Linked DNA regions of Triticum aestivum: region 1 is linked to region 2. Evidence: chromatin contacts called from public Hi-C data. All regions are on one chromosome and are shown on one strand. Each heading gives the region's core, a stretch centred on a gene start, on an enhancer-like site or on the middle of the called end of the contact. The rest is flanking DNA. Distances are from core to core; before and after follow the strand shown. Region 1 holds the start of LOC123189297 (chloride channel protein CLC-c). Region 2 holds the start of LOC123189295.

The links. A called contact is a pair of places that touch in the nucleus more often than the background predicts.
Region 1: a Hi-C map of leaf shows a contact between it and region 2, with 8 times the contacts expected there. The contact joins the promoter of LOC123189297 here to the promoter of LOC123189295 in region 2. A contact is called at or near these places in 3 of 5 Hi-C or Micro-C datasets (all in leaf) and 1 of 1 datasets of contacts at active chromatin or transcription factors (leaf).

The regions. Positions count from the first base shown.
Region 1 is chr2A:537,326,608-537,332,705 of IWGSC CS RefSeq v2.1, forward strand. It overlaps LOC123189297 (chloride channel protein CLC-c), which reads right to left and starts at 4,703. Exons shown (of 8, transcript XM_044601686.1): 1 at 4,438-4,703; 2 at 223-559. The coding sequence starts at 497.
Region 2 is chr2A:536,718,053-536,724,498 of IWGSC CS RefSeq v2.1, forward strand. LOC123189295 reads left to right here and starts at 3,758. Exons shown (of 12, transcript XM_044601684.1): 1 at 3,758-4,018; 2 at 4,624-4,776; 3 at 4,861-5,031; 4 at 5,241-5,323; 5 at 5,424-5,622; 6 at 6,162-6,283. The coding sequence starts at 3,938. LOC123189294 reads left to right here. Exons shown (of 4, transcript XM_044601683.1): 2 at 1-363; 3 at 631-1,016; 4 at 1,172-1,721. The coding sequence ends at 1,305.

The DNA of each region.
Region 1 (6,098 bases), core at 3,453-5,952, 610 kb after region 2:
ACCTTATAATAATCCTAGATGACAGTATCCGCGTTCTTTAAAATAAAAAGTAGAGAGTTTAAAAAAAGTACAGTTCTGTATATACAAGACAAAAGGGATCACGCTTTCGGAAGGATAACGTATTCCCCTTGGGAATTCAGCAGAAGATGCTAACGAACTTCCGTGCGTTCAAGTCAAACATTAAATTAAGTGGAGACGGGGAGGGGGGAGAGGGGCGCTTACTCGTAGTCGAGGCTCTCGATGGCGAAGACGTTGGCCCCAACGATGGCGATCTGGGAGGTGGTGTTCATGGTGCGCTTCCGCAGCAGCCGCTCGCGCGGGCCGTCGTCGTCGTCGTAGCGCAGCAGCGCGTCGGACGAGGCGTACCTCCCCGCGCCGCGCCACCCGCCGCCGTCCATGCTCTCTATGTCGTAGTTGAAGCTGCCCTCCCGCTCCAGCAGCGGCGACGGCGGCTGGTGCTGGTTGGAGTTGGAATGCGGCGCGTGGTCGCCGTCCATTCTTGCTTCCTAGCCGTCCGCGCCTTGCTGCTTGCTGACGCTTGCCTCCTCTCCTTGGGTCCCTGCGCTTTATGGGAGGCGCGTGAGCTACAGAAATGGTAGCGAGTGAAAGCGCGAAACAATAAATAAAAAAGGAAGGGCGCGGGGGATTAAATCAGGCCGAAATCGTATCAGTGGAGCTTCTTCTATCTGTCTACAGCATGTGAAAAAATCTGGGGAAAAATAAAATCTTAGATCCGTCTGGAGCACACGTGTTCCACGTGACTTTGACAGAAACCCAATGGCGAATCCTTCGGGTTTTTTTTCTGGTGGGAATTTATTTCTTTTCTTTTGCTGCGAGAAGAACAAGAAAATTTCCGAAACCGATGGAGCAGGAAACGGACGGGCCATCGCGCTGGCGAACCAGCGAGGGCCAGCGGACAAGCGCTGCGCCTTTTATGGGCGGCCCTGGGCCCTGGGCCCTGGCACGCGCACGCCGGCCTACGGAAATTTGGCCGGCCACGGCCAGCGAGCGACGCTGCTGTCGCGGCGACCCGACGGAAATGGCGGGGGAGCCGTTCACGTGCGTGCGCCGCATGATTTCTCACGACCTACCCGTACCTCGGCCGCTGGCGAACTCCACCGCGCGACCCTATTCTATCCGGCCTCGTCCTTTTAAGGTAAAAAGGATAAAAAAACGGCCCAGCGTGCGGGAGCAAACGGACTTTTGTCCGCTTTGTGTCCGCTTTCGACCCATCCCCGGCCCAAACTTGCGCCGGTTTTGGGGTGAAACGGACAGCGCGCGAACGGACGGGACGCACGCGCTTGTCCTTCCCTGGCCCGCTTGTCGGTGGGAGAAACCAAAAACCCCCCGACGGCCATTTGGCACCATTTTCCCTAAACCCTCCCACGTCCCTCCCCCCCCCTTCTCTCCCCCGTCCATGGCCGACGCCCCGCCGAGTTCCGGCGGCTTGGCCGTCGACCCGACCGCAAAGGTGAAAAAAAGGTGCCAAGGAAGCCGCGGTTGGAGTACACGCCGGAGGAGATCGCCAAGTTGGACGCGGAATCGGCGAAGAGGAGGGAACGGAGAGCGGCCCTCAAGATGAATGCCGCCGCGGCCAAGTTCGCCGCCCAGCGCGAGGAGCTGGAGGCCGCGCGGCGCAAGGCCGCTGCTGACGAGAAGGAAGACCTCGTCAACAAAGCGCACGCCATCCTCATGCTTGGCATGGGCCGTTCGGCGGGGTTCCATGCAGCGGCCGTTGGCCCGACGAGCACAGGCTCGTCGGTCGCCCGGCCTACGCACTGCCAGTCGCCGACGTCGCGCGCCGCGCCCATGTCGCTCGGTTTTCCTCCACCCAGGCACGACGACCAGACCCGTTTCTCGGCGTCGCCGGACGTGGGCTTGTTCGCGCCGTCCACACCACGCCCCGCGGCCGTCATCGACCTCAACGTGACGCCTGGGTCCAGCAGCGGCGGGCGGCCTTCCGTCGAGATGCAAAGAAAGCAGGCGCGTGCACCATTCACGGGCACCATGCCGGCCCCCCGCGTGTTGTTTGACGAAATGCCAACCTCAACGCCGACGGTGGACGACCCCTTCTACAACCAGTACATGGAGAACATGATCTTCCAGGGTGGGCATGCCCGTGCCTACGACCCTGATGAGATCCAAAGTCAGGATGGCCGCGCCCAGTACGTGCCCGATGAAGAGGCCGACGACGTCAAGGCCAGGCAGAGGCAGCTCGACATCGAGGCCACCAATGCCGCCACCAAAGCGAAGGAGGTGGCCCTTGCGATCATGAGCGTGGACTTGTCGAAGATGAGCGACAAGACGAGGGCCTGGTTCGAGGCCAAGCAGAAGGAGATGCTCGACGCCGAAGGCCTGAACTAGGTTGTCCGATTGGCGTGGCCATTTTTTTTGGAGGCTAGCATGGGTGCCGCCCAGGCCGCTGGCAGTGTGCCGGCGAAAAAACATTTATTTTGGAGGCCGGCTGTGTTGCCGGCCGCTGGCTGTGTTGCCGGTGAGGACAACTATTCATTTTGAAGGCTGACTGTGTTGCCGGCCGCTGGCTGTGTTGCCGGTGATGGTCGTGTAGGCCGCTGGCTTTGTTGCCGGCGTGATGAACTCGGGTCGTGAACTGGGGCTTGGCATTTGAAACGTCTTTTTTTTTAAATAGACGCGGACAGAATGAGGCAAAAGGATGCGGCCGCGCGCTGGGCGCACGGCCACCGCATCCCAGGACAGGCCCGGACACGATCCCAAATCCCTACCCAAATGGACAAAAACCGGACAAAACAGACGTCCGTTTGGGGTCGCGCGGTGGAGTTGGCCTAATTGTCAGGTGCTCTCTCTGGCAGGTAATAAACGGGCGGAAAAGAAGAGAAAATATGTGAAGCTCACGATGCCCGCCGGTAGGGAAGAAAACAACGGGCGCTGGTGGGCCCGCCTAGCTTGCCGGTGATATCCGGTGCAGGCGAGAGAGAGGTACTCCTCCACTATTCATTCAGATAAAGACGCCGGCTGTCTGTCTCTTGTATGGGTCTGTACTGGTTTCGCGCCAAACCGAAATCAAGTCGAGGAGAGGAAGTAACCTAGTTATGGCGACATGGGTTGAGATCACTGTTCACTGCCATTACAACGTCACGCACGTACGAGTCCATCTTAGCCATCCCCTAACAGAAGCAAAAGCCATTTTCTACGTCCCGTGTTAGCACGAAAGGGATGGAGTTCCATTCTTGCACACCGCCGCACGCCTGTCATTCTCAATTAAATTAAGGAGTCCTAAAAACAGGGTCAAATTGGCAGCCATACACTAGCGGCCTCCCAACTACTGTTGCACGTGTAAAGGCGGTGGATTCCCGCTTCAACGGGACGAATCGGGTTCGAGATCTTTCTTTCCAACGCCCGGAAGAGAAGAATAGGGTTCGAGTCCACACGTCGCGGCCAGCTTTGCCGCCCACTCACGGCTCATCTCATCATTGTTAACTCGATCCTCCAGTTGCCTTTCCGGATCGATCAATCAGCGGACTGTTTCGTTCATCTCCTTCATCTTTATCCTTCCCACATGTGGACAAGAGGACAAGAAAAGTCGCTCAAAAGAGAGCTAGGAGTAATCACATCCTACTATCTCTTTTTAATACTTCTATACGAACTCAGCTAATCCACTGCTCGGTATAGTAGATGTTATATAGAGTTCGATGACAAGGCTCAATCAAATGAGCAGGGCAACAGAATGCTACAAAAAGGGCACTAAGGTAACTTGCTGAATGTACGTGTTGCAACGTGTATAGTCTACCAATGTGCAGTAGAGGCAGCAGCAGAACGAGTTCTAGACCATGATGGCTGAGATATCTCCTGTAGAGAGAGAAAATAGACCATGTAGTTTTCTTTTCAGTTTTTGCCAGGTCTTGGTCTATACTATCTTCCTTTGATTTTGCATGGACATTCGTATAATTTTTTTCAGTTTTTATTTTTACATCCTGTACTTCTTTTCAAATTTTGTGCCCCGTATGCTTTCCTATCACAATTTCACGTCACGCCGAGGCCATGAAGGGATGCACGAGGACAACTGAGAGGCTCGCCGTGTGGCTGGCACGTCGGGATCGAGCTTGGCCTTGTGTTTGTTTGCCGTTATTTCTGTTGTTGGGAGAAATTAAGCAGTACTAGCAGTTCTTAGATGACGTACGTAGAACACTTGTGGCCACACCCATCGCCCTATCTAATTCAAAAGATTACCAGCATATAACTCGAAGAAAAAAACTACCAGCAGCATCGGCATAGCGTACTGCTCTTGGAGAATCAATGAGCATGGTCCGGGCATGAGCATGCTCGCCCCATCAGCATCCATCCATGTGCTAAGAAGTAACCGCAAGTTTGGACGGGAAACGAGAACGAATGGAATGCAAATTAACAAGCAGCGCAACAGGCGGCTCATGTGCTGCCCGAGATGGAGCTCGAGATTACCTGACGGCCTTGGTTCGACTCGGCGCCCCTTCGCCGCGAAGAATCGCCTGCTCTGCTCCTCCTCTCCCCTGCTTCTCCTCTGTGCTGGCGGAGACGGAAGAGTGCGTGACCCGCAACAAGAAGGCGCGGGGCGTAATGAAGCCCGTGGAGAAAGTGGAGGGAGGGAGGGAGGGAGAAGAAGAGAAGGCGGGACAAGTCACAAGTCAGGTGGCGGTATAAAAGAAAGAGACGCTAGAGACGATGGCGAGATCCAGAGCCGCGCCCATTGGCTGCCGCGCCGTTTCCCTCGCTTAATATATGCGCATCAAATGGCAGATCGTATATTGTTTCAGTGAAAAAATATATGAGAGGTTGGATACCTTCCCTTCCGACGCACTCGATCGCGGCTTTATCCGGGGCCGGCTCATCGGTGTTCCCAATCATGGCGCGGACGTGGGATCTGCTGCTGGCCTGCTGCGCTGCCCGGGAACGTGTCCCTCGTGGCGCCGCCGGGGCCCGCGGCCAGCACGGACGCGTGGGACGACTGATCGACGGCTGTGATCGACTGCACCGGCGCCCTGACCTGTCTGTGGTCTCTTTCGCTGTTTCTCGTCGGTGCTGTTCCTTCTTTTCTGGCTTCATAATTATCTGCAGTACTTTTCCTTCCGGCCTACGAGTAGATTGGTCGGCTTGATCGTTTCTGAGATAGGAGTACGACTGTGCTTGCCGACCACCGGCGCCGGGGCATCGTCGTCATGGGTACGTCGTGCATCACGGGCCGGGCGGCCTCCTTGATTATCAACCCGATGGGATGGTTTGCATGCATCACGGGGCGGCCTCATTGTCAAATTAAGCCTTGATACGGACGGCTCTTCTGTAGCAAGAGATAAAGATTCAAAGAAAGCAGCCAGAGGGATCTACAAGGTCAGAGAAACGCACGATGTTACTTTGCCTGAGCTACGAGGTAATCCCAGAAGCACCGGTCGCCGTAATGTCATATCATTACCTCATGCAGAGACCAGAGGAACTTGGGAAAAACTTACCTTCAGCCGACCAATCTCGTGCGAGCGTCCGTCGCCTCCGCGTCCTTTAGATTGACTCTTCATCATAGGGTCGAAAGCAAGCCCTTTTGTGTTCACGTTTTCTGCAATTGAGCCTTTGTTTCAGAAAAAGAGAGTTCGCAACTGGCCACCAAAGAGGGGTTAAATCCTGTAGTGGCGGACACCGTGCGACTGGGAGGGTGGCAACGACGAGGATTCCGGCCGGATCTCACCGGATCCGACGAGGATGGCATGTAGGGACGTCCAGGACTGGCAGGGGCTGAGACACGTGCATCTGGGAGGGCGACGGCGGCGAGTTCCGGCCGGTTCTCGCCGGATCCGACGAGGACGCCGTGCAGGCAGGAGGCGGGGACGTCCGCGAGCGGCGGGGGCTCGGCTCTGCGAGGTCCAGCGGGGTTGGAGGCGATCTTCACAATGACGAGTCTCCGTCGGCGGCGGGGTAGGAAAAAGCGGTAGGCGTAAGCGAGGCGATTGGCCTTCGCCTAGTGCCTAGGCGGTGCCTAAGCGTCCTAGGTGCGGCCTAGGCAGTAATATAGTTTTTACTCGTAGTGTTTTTTGTGATTATTATATGGGTGTTGATATTAGTTTAGGGCATATAAATAAGTTAATTACCGTCTAATG
Region 2 (6,446 bases), core at 2,508-5,007:
CTCTGCATCTGGTAACAAAATTAAGCTCCTGAAGGATGCTCATAGTTGGGCCGACAGTAATTTAATTGAGGACATATTGGCTGGCGTGGATAATGATGTTGGCCAGGCATCTGTTTTGCTGAAATCCATGGTCGCTCCTGACTTTATGCCAAGGGGGGATAGAACAACTGGTCAACCTCCTTTTGAGATGAATAAAGCACATGGTTCAGTGTCAGGAAACACTATAGCAGAGAATAAACATTCAAATGAATCACAACTGTTGCCACCGCAAATGAATTTAATCTCTATACCCCAGGAGCCTGAATTAGAAGAGTTTGATGATGATTACTTAAACCACCGGAAAGATGCATTGAAGATGATGAGGTATATTGCAAACCCTTATTTATGTTATGGGTTTCACTAGCTTATGCATATCAGAGTAGGCTGCATTCATGCAAACCCAGACAAATGTAGGTCGAATAAATGCAAACTTTCGTAGCAACATACTTCTGTAACTCATGTCTTGCATCAGCATGATGGTCAGAATCTGAGAGACAAGATTAGCTAACTTTGACCCCTTGAATGTGCCGCACTCCTGACGTTGAGTCTTTTCGTGTGAAACTGACCCATTGTGTTTCCTTTTGGTCATAGGGCTGCCACAAAGCATTCTCAGGCTGCCAGCAATGCATTCTTCAGAGGTGACCATGCTGCTGCCAAGGAACTCTCCCTCAGAGCTCAAGAAGAGTGGTTGGCTGCTGAAAAGTTAAATAATAAGGCAGCAGAAGAAATATTTCATCTCAGGAACAGCAACAATAACATTTGGAAGATAGACATGCATGGTCTACATGCATCAGAGGCTGTAACTGCATTGGAGAGGCATCTTCACATGTTAGAGTTCCAGCCACCAGGGAATAATCCAACTTCAACTGATGAATTAGATAAGTCTGAACCCACAATTGCTGTCCCAAATGAGGTGGCAGCAGAGAAAGTGGTGGTGTTTCTTCGCCCTAGACAGTCTGTCTTAGAGGTGATCACAGGTAATATATTGCCCTCTATTAACTTATTTGTTAATTACTCGAAACTTCTTGTTACCGCAATCACTGCCACATGAGGGCATCACTACTCTTTTGTAGCCGTACCTTGTGTAAGCAACACCAGATTAAGCGAGATCTTATTGTTTTGCATCTTACAGGGATTGGCAGGCACAGCAAAGGACAGGCTTCACTGCCTGCTGCAGTCAGGGGCTTCCTTATTGAAAATGGGTACCGATTTGAGGAGCTGAGGCCTGGTGTTTTCTCTGTCCGCCCTAAATTTCGCCGCGGGTAAACCTGTGCAAGACTGAAACCATTCCATCAAGTTCCGTTGTTCGGCAAATAAATTTCTGTGAAATGTGCTGTCAACGAAATAGAACGTAGAAACTTGGGCAACTTGTAGTTCGTGTATCTTGAATGTGGGAACTAGGCGTCGACCAGTTGGCTAGTGATGCGCTACCAGCTGCGCGCCCAGCCTTTCACCATCGTCCGAGCCTTGTGTTCCGCAGGGTGCGTGCCTGATTTTAGTTTTTCTTAATAAATTGTCGTAGGGGCTAGTCCGTATGGGTCTCCTTTTTTGTTGTATCTTGAATGTAACAAGTTTTACAGATACTAATGTTATTGTGTAGCCACCTGACAAGAGATGCATAATTGTATGTAACTATATACAGGATGACAATCAAGGCCACAATGTACTGTTATTTTTGCTTACTGCTGCAACCAAGGCTCCTGATTACTCTATGATTTGAATGCCTCAGAATTTCGCTTGGCAGTTTTTTCTATCTTTTGCCCTATGCAAAACATTGCATTGGATCATGTGCAGTGCAATAAAAAATAAGAGGAGAAGAAAAGAAGTGAAAGAAGAAGAAAGCAAAAAAAAAAACTTAGGTTCTTTTAGGAAATGTCATCATGGCTTAGCTTTATTTCGCACTTCCTCCGTTCCATAATGTAATGCATATAGATTTTTTGAAAACTCAAACCTCACAAACTTTGACCAAGTTTGTGGAGGAAAACAATTACATGTAGAAAGCCAAACATATGTCATTAGATTCGTCATAAGATGTAGTTCTATTTTTATTTTTTTTGGTATTATAGATATAAATAGTTTTCTCTGTAAACTTTATCAAAATTTGCAAAGTTGACTTCTCAAAAAATCTATATGCACTGCATTAGGAATGGGGCAAACTAGGGTACATCATTTAAGTTAAGAAAAAGGACACATCATTCAAAAACCAACCGGTAATAAACCGGGGAGGATTCTTCGTCCACAAACCCTAACCATACTACCTAACTCGTGAGCAACACGGTTTGGAAAAATGTTGCACACTAGGCAGGAGCCCATTCAGATTGGATCCGAGTGGAAATTGGTGTGGACTCCTAGTGGGCCAAGTGTCGAGCCTGCGTCGGAGGTGTATATAAAGGGGAGTGAGGTGCACCTTTTATGTTTGATATTTTTCTCCCTACCACAACCGCCGCCACTCCCAATGCCCCTATGCCTTGCAACCAGACCTAGCAGTCCGCAGCCCGACGCTACTCCTCGTACGGGTGGATACCTTGGAGGCCTAGCAATTGGTTCAGAACCTTCTGAACCAATTCCACTTTAATTTACTTACCTTCTGAACCTTAATTTACTTACCTTTTGAACCAATTTCACTTTAATTTACTTATCAAACTTTTAATCAAAATATAAGGTAATTCATCGTCAGAATTTGATGAACATTTATTTACACAATCGCATTATTATTGACAGGTAAATCACAAGTTAACGTATTAGAATATTTATATCCCGTTGCAACGCACGGGCATTGTTCTAGTCAAACCAACTAAAAAAGCTTGACACACCAACATAAACACATCAGATCCGAATAATCGGATGTGCGAGGACAAAAAACTCTAACTTCATAACACCGCCAAAAAAGAATGACAGTACTTTTATTCTTACAAAATACAAAAATCACTAGATGTTGAAGAGGAACATAAAAATCTTGAAGATGTGAAGTCCCCCTAGCTCGCAGCGCTAAGATGGCAGCCGGAGGCGAGGGGACCAAAGATCGTTGGCGACAGCTGTTGCTGCGCCGTTCATGAAATCCAACGTCGTGCTAATTGATTTTTACTAGGGAGTCTCCTCTCACTTCTATTCTTTCCTCTATCCACCTTCTAGTGTAAGGGTAAATCAGTTCGTGGGCTTTGGTGAGTATATTTTCGCCATGACTTTTCCTTGAATTGCTCGAGGGGATCGAAGGATATAACATATATGTATATTTTCGCCATCTTCTACCTTCCATAATTCACATGTAGCCTTTTCTGAAGGTTTGAATTTCATATCATATGTTGTGCCAAATATAAAATGAGCTGTTTGTCAAGGTTGCATCAAAATTTACCATCTGGAAATATATAGGGTGTAGAACTCTGACATACAAAAATGAGTTTTTTTTGCAATAAAAATGGGTTATTCTCGATAGGACGCCAAACTTGTTTCCCAGTACTAGTAGGGTCCTATTAAAGTACAAAACCGCATAACTCTTTTCTTTAGTCACATTCATTTTTCACTAGGCAAACCAGTGTATTTGCTTTTGGTTTTCCTTGTCACTCTACCAATATCGTGACATCGCCTCCGTAATTTTCTGGCAAAATAAAGTCCTAAATTGACGTCACCTTTAGAGGGACTGTAAAGTAATCTTTACGAAAGGAATTGAGAGGGAAAAAACGAAGAGAAGATAAAACGGGAGGCACAGCGGTTCATTGTTCAGGAATTTGCCACGTGGCTACAGATTTTACGACACGCTCTGTGGCCGCCGTCCGGTCGATGCCATACAGAAACCCTGCGTACTGGGCCCAGGTGTCAGTGAGACACTCCCACTGCTCGCTCCCTCCCCCGAAACTGTGCACGCCTCCGCGGAGCTCCGAGCAGTCGGAGGCAGGCAGCGATGGCCTCGCCGGCGGTGGCGATGCGGCGCCCGTCCCCCACCGTCCTCGCCTCCGCCCCTCGCCGCCGTCCCCGCCGTCACGTGAGTGCCCACTCCCGTCGCTCCCGTGGCGCCCCCCGGCCGAAATTGTTTAGGCCCGTATCTGCGCCTTCTGATTTGGTGTGTCGGCCTAATAATTTCCGCGCTTTGATGGCGGAATTCTGTGCTTCGATTGTGGAATGTCAAATCCTCTTGGAGCGATCCAGCTAGTCCAGCAGAGTTTGACTACCGTTGTCGAGTCAGTAACATTAGGGAATCGGTTGCTCTTGGATTGGCTCCACTTAAAGTGAGTGGACAGGACCATTACGTGTAGGCTTGAGGCTAGTAGGATTTGGTTTGTGTGATAATAAGCGCGGTGAAACTGGCAGTTAGAGAGTTGTTCCTGTCACATTATATATATATATATATACATAAAACCAATACCGATATGATGACTGTTTCCGATTTAAGTATCTACACCCTTATGAACACGGTGTTCTATTAAACATTAGAGAAATGAATCATGTACTCCTATACACTCCGATCCGTCTACAAATGATATCCATTCTGGAATTTGTGTAATTCTTGTCCAGTGTGATGTTTCTTATTTTGTGCCAAATTCTGTTCCCAAGCCTTTGCTTATTCATTTCATCCACAATGATTTGCAGGAGTATTCACCTTCCAACATGGGCTCCCCAAGCTCGGCTTCACGCTTAAAAGTTACTGCACTTTTTGGGTGGATCAAGGGAGATAGATATTCGAGGACTCGTGAATTGATCCCTTCTGCTGAATCGTACACTCTCACAGGGTCAGCCTCAGAGGTGTTTCTGTTTTTCTTGAGTCAACTCTTTTTCCAGGACTTGTGCGCCTGATTCATGGCTTTCTTAACGATTTCTTGATTTTAGGTGGACACAAAGCCACGCGAGGTATCGATTTCTGTTGTCTCTTCTATCATGGACATACCTCCGGCAGAGTGGGATGCATGTGCAGTTGATTCAGTTGAGCCTGAAAAGTTTAATCCTTTTCTTACACATGCATTTCTCTCAAGCTTAGAGGAATCGGGTTCTGCGGTGAAGGTGAGCATATAAAGCACCATTTCTTGATTCCGTACACCCACTATCAGACTTTATACTCATTTCATGGTTCATTTAGTCGTGTTAATATACTCCCAGAAATTTCAATACCTAATATCTCTAACTTTTGTTCTATCCCAATAAGCATGGGCCCTACAATTTATAATTGTTATGAGCCTCCTTGAAACTGTCATGTCCTGTACTCATTTCAGGAAACAGGGTGGTTACCCCTGCATGTTGTTGCACGGGACAAGAACGAAAATATTTTAGGTGTTATTCCGCTTTACCTTAAAAGGTTTAACATCATTAACACAATATCACTACCGTTTCCCTAATTTCTGTACACTTCCCTTCATCTCGTTCATTGGCTGAACAACCACAATGTGCATTTGCAGCCATTCTAGGGGTGAGTTTGTATTCGATCAGTCATGGGCGGAAGCTTACCACAGCTATGGACTTGAATACTATCCAAAGTTGCAGTCTTGTGTCCCTTTTACTCCAGTAACTGGTCAAAGAATATTACTTCGGAATACATCCTACCGGGATCAAGTTTTTGATGCTTTAGTAAAAGCTTTGAAGAATTTGGCTACCAAGGTAGTGAAGTCAGAATTCTAGCAATATATTGTTAACAGTCTCTTGGCTGCCGAATAATTGTAGCAAAAGTTACAAAATGCTATTGTATGGTTGTGCTTTGCTTCATATGGCAATGGCAATATGACATTTTGATATTCAATAGGAATCATTACTCATCAATTTATGAATCAGTTGTCTTTTCATTTACTCTAATTTTGTTGTCATTTCCAATGAATACAACAAGCCACCAGGTTTAGTTCACTGAATTGGAAGGCTCTGTTGTCTTCTTGCAGCTAATGTTTCGAAATCGATGCTTTGTCTTTATTGAATTGTCTAACAGAGATAAGTGAATGAGAGTTTTATAGTCAGAGTCTCTTTAGACCTGCTGAATCTTCATGGTGTTTGCTAATTTCGATTTTGGGGTATACAATGTTATAATAGCATGTAATTTGCCTATACATTTTTTTATTTCATGGATAGCTTCTGTGACTCTTAAATAGGTGGAAACCCTCCGATCCACTGGACGAATTGACAATCTTTTGTTTTCTGCTGCATTTCAGCTGAATGTGTCATCACTGCATATAACTTTTCCATCTGAAGGTGAATTTAGCAAGTTGAAGGATAGTGGATTGTTGCAAAGGATTGGGCTGCAATACCATTGGACAAACCGGAATTACAAATGGTACGTTAACATGAGATTTATAGAACTTCTGGATTGCAGTGGTTTAAAGTGCTCTTCTGACCACATAAGGCTATGACTCAGGGCCCACATTTAGTCATAAGCACGGCCTGGTAGACATATTAACAGGATTACATCACAAACAAGGGGCACCTACAATTTTCAT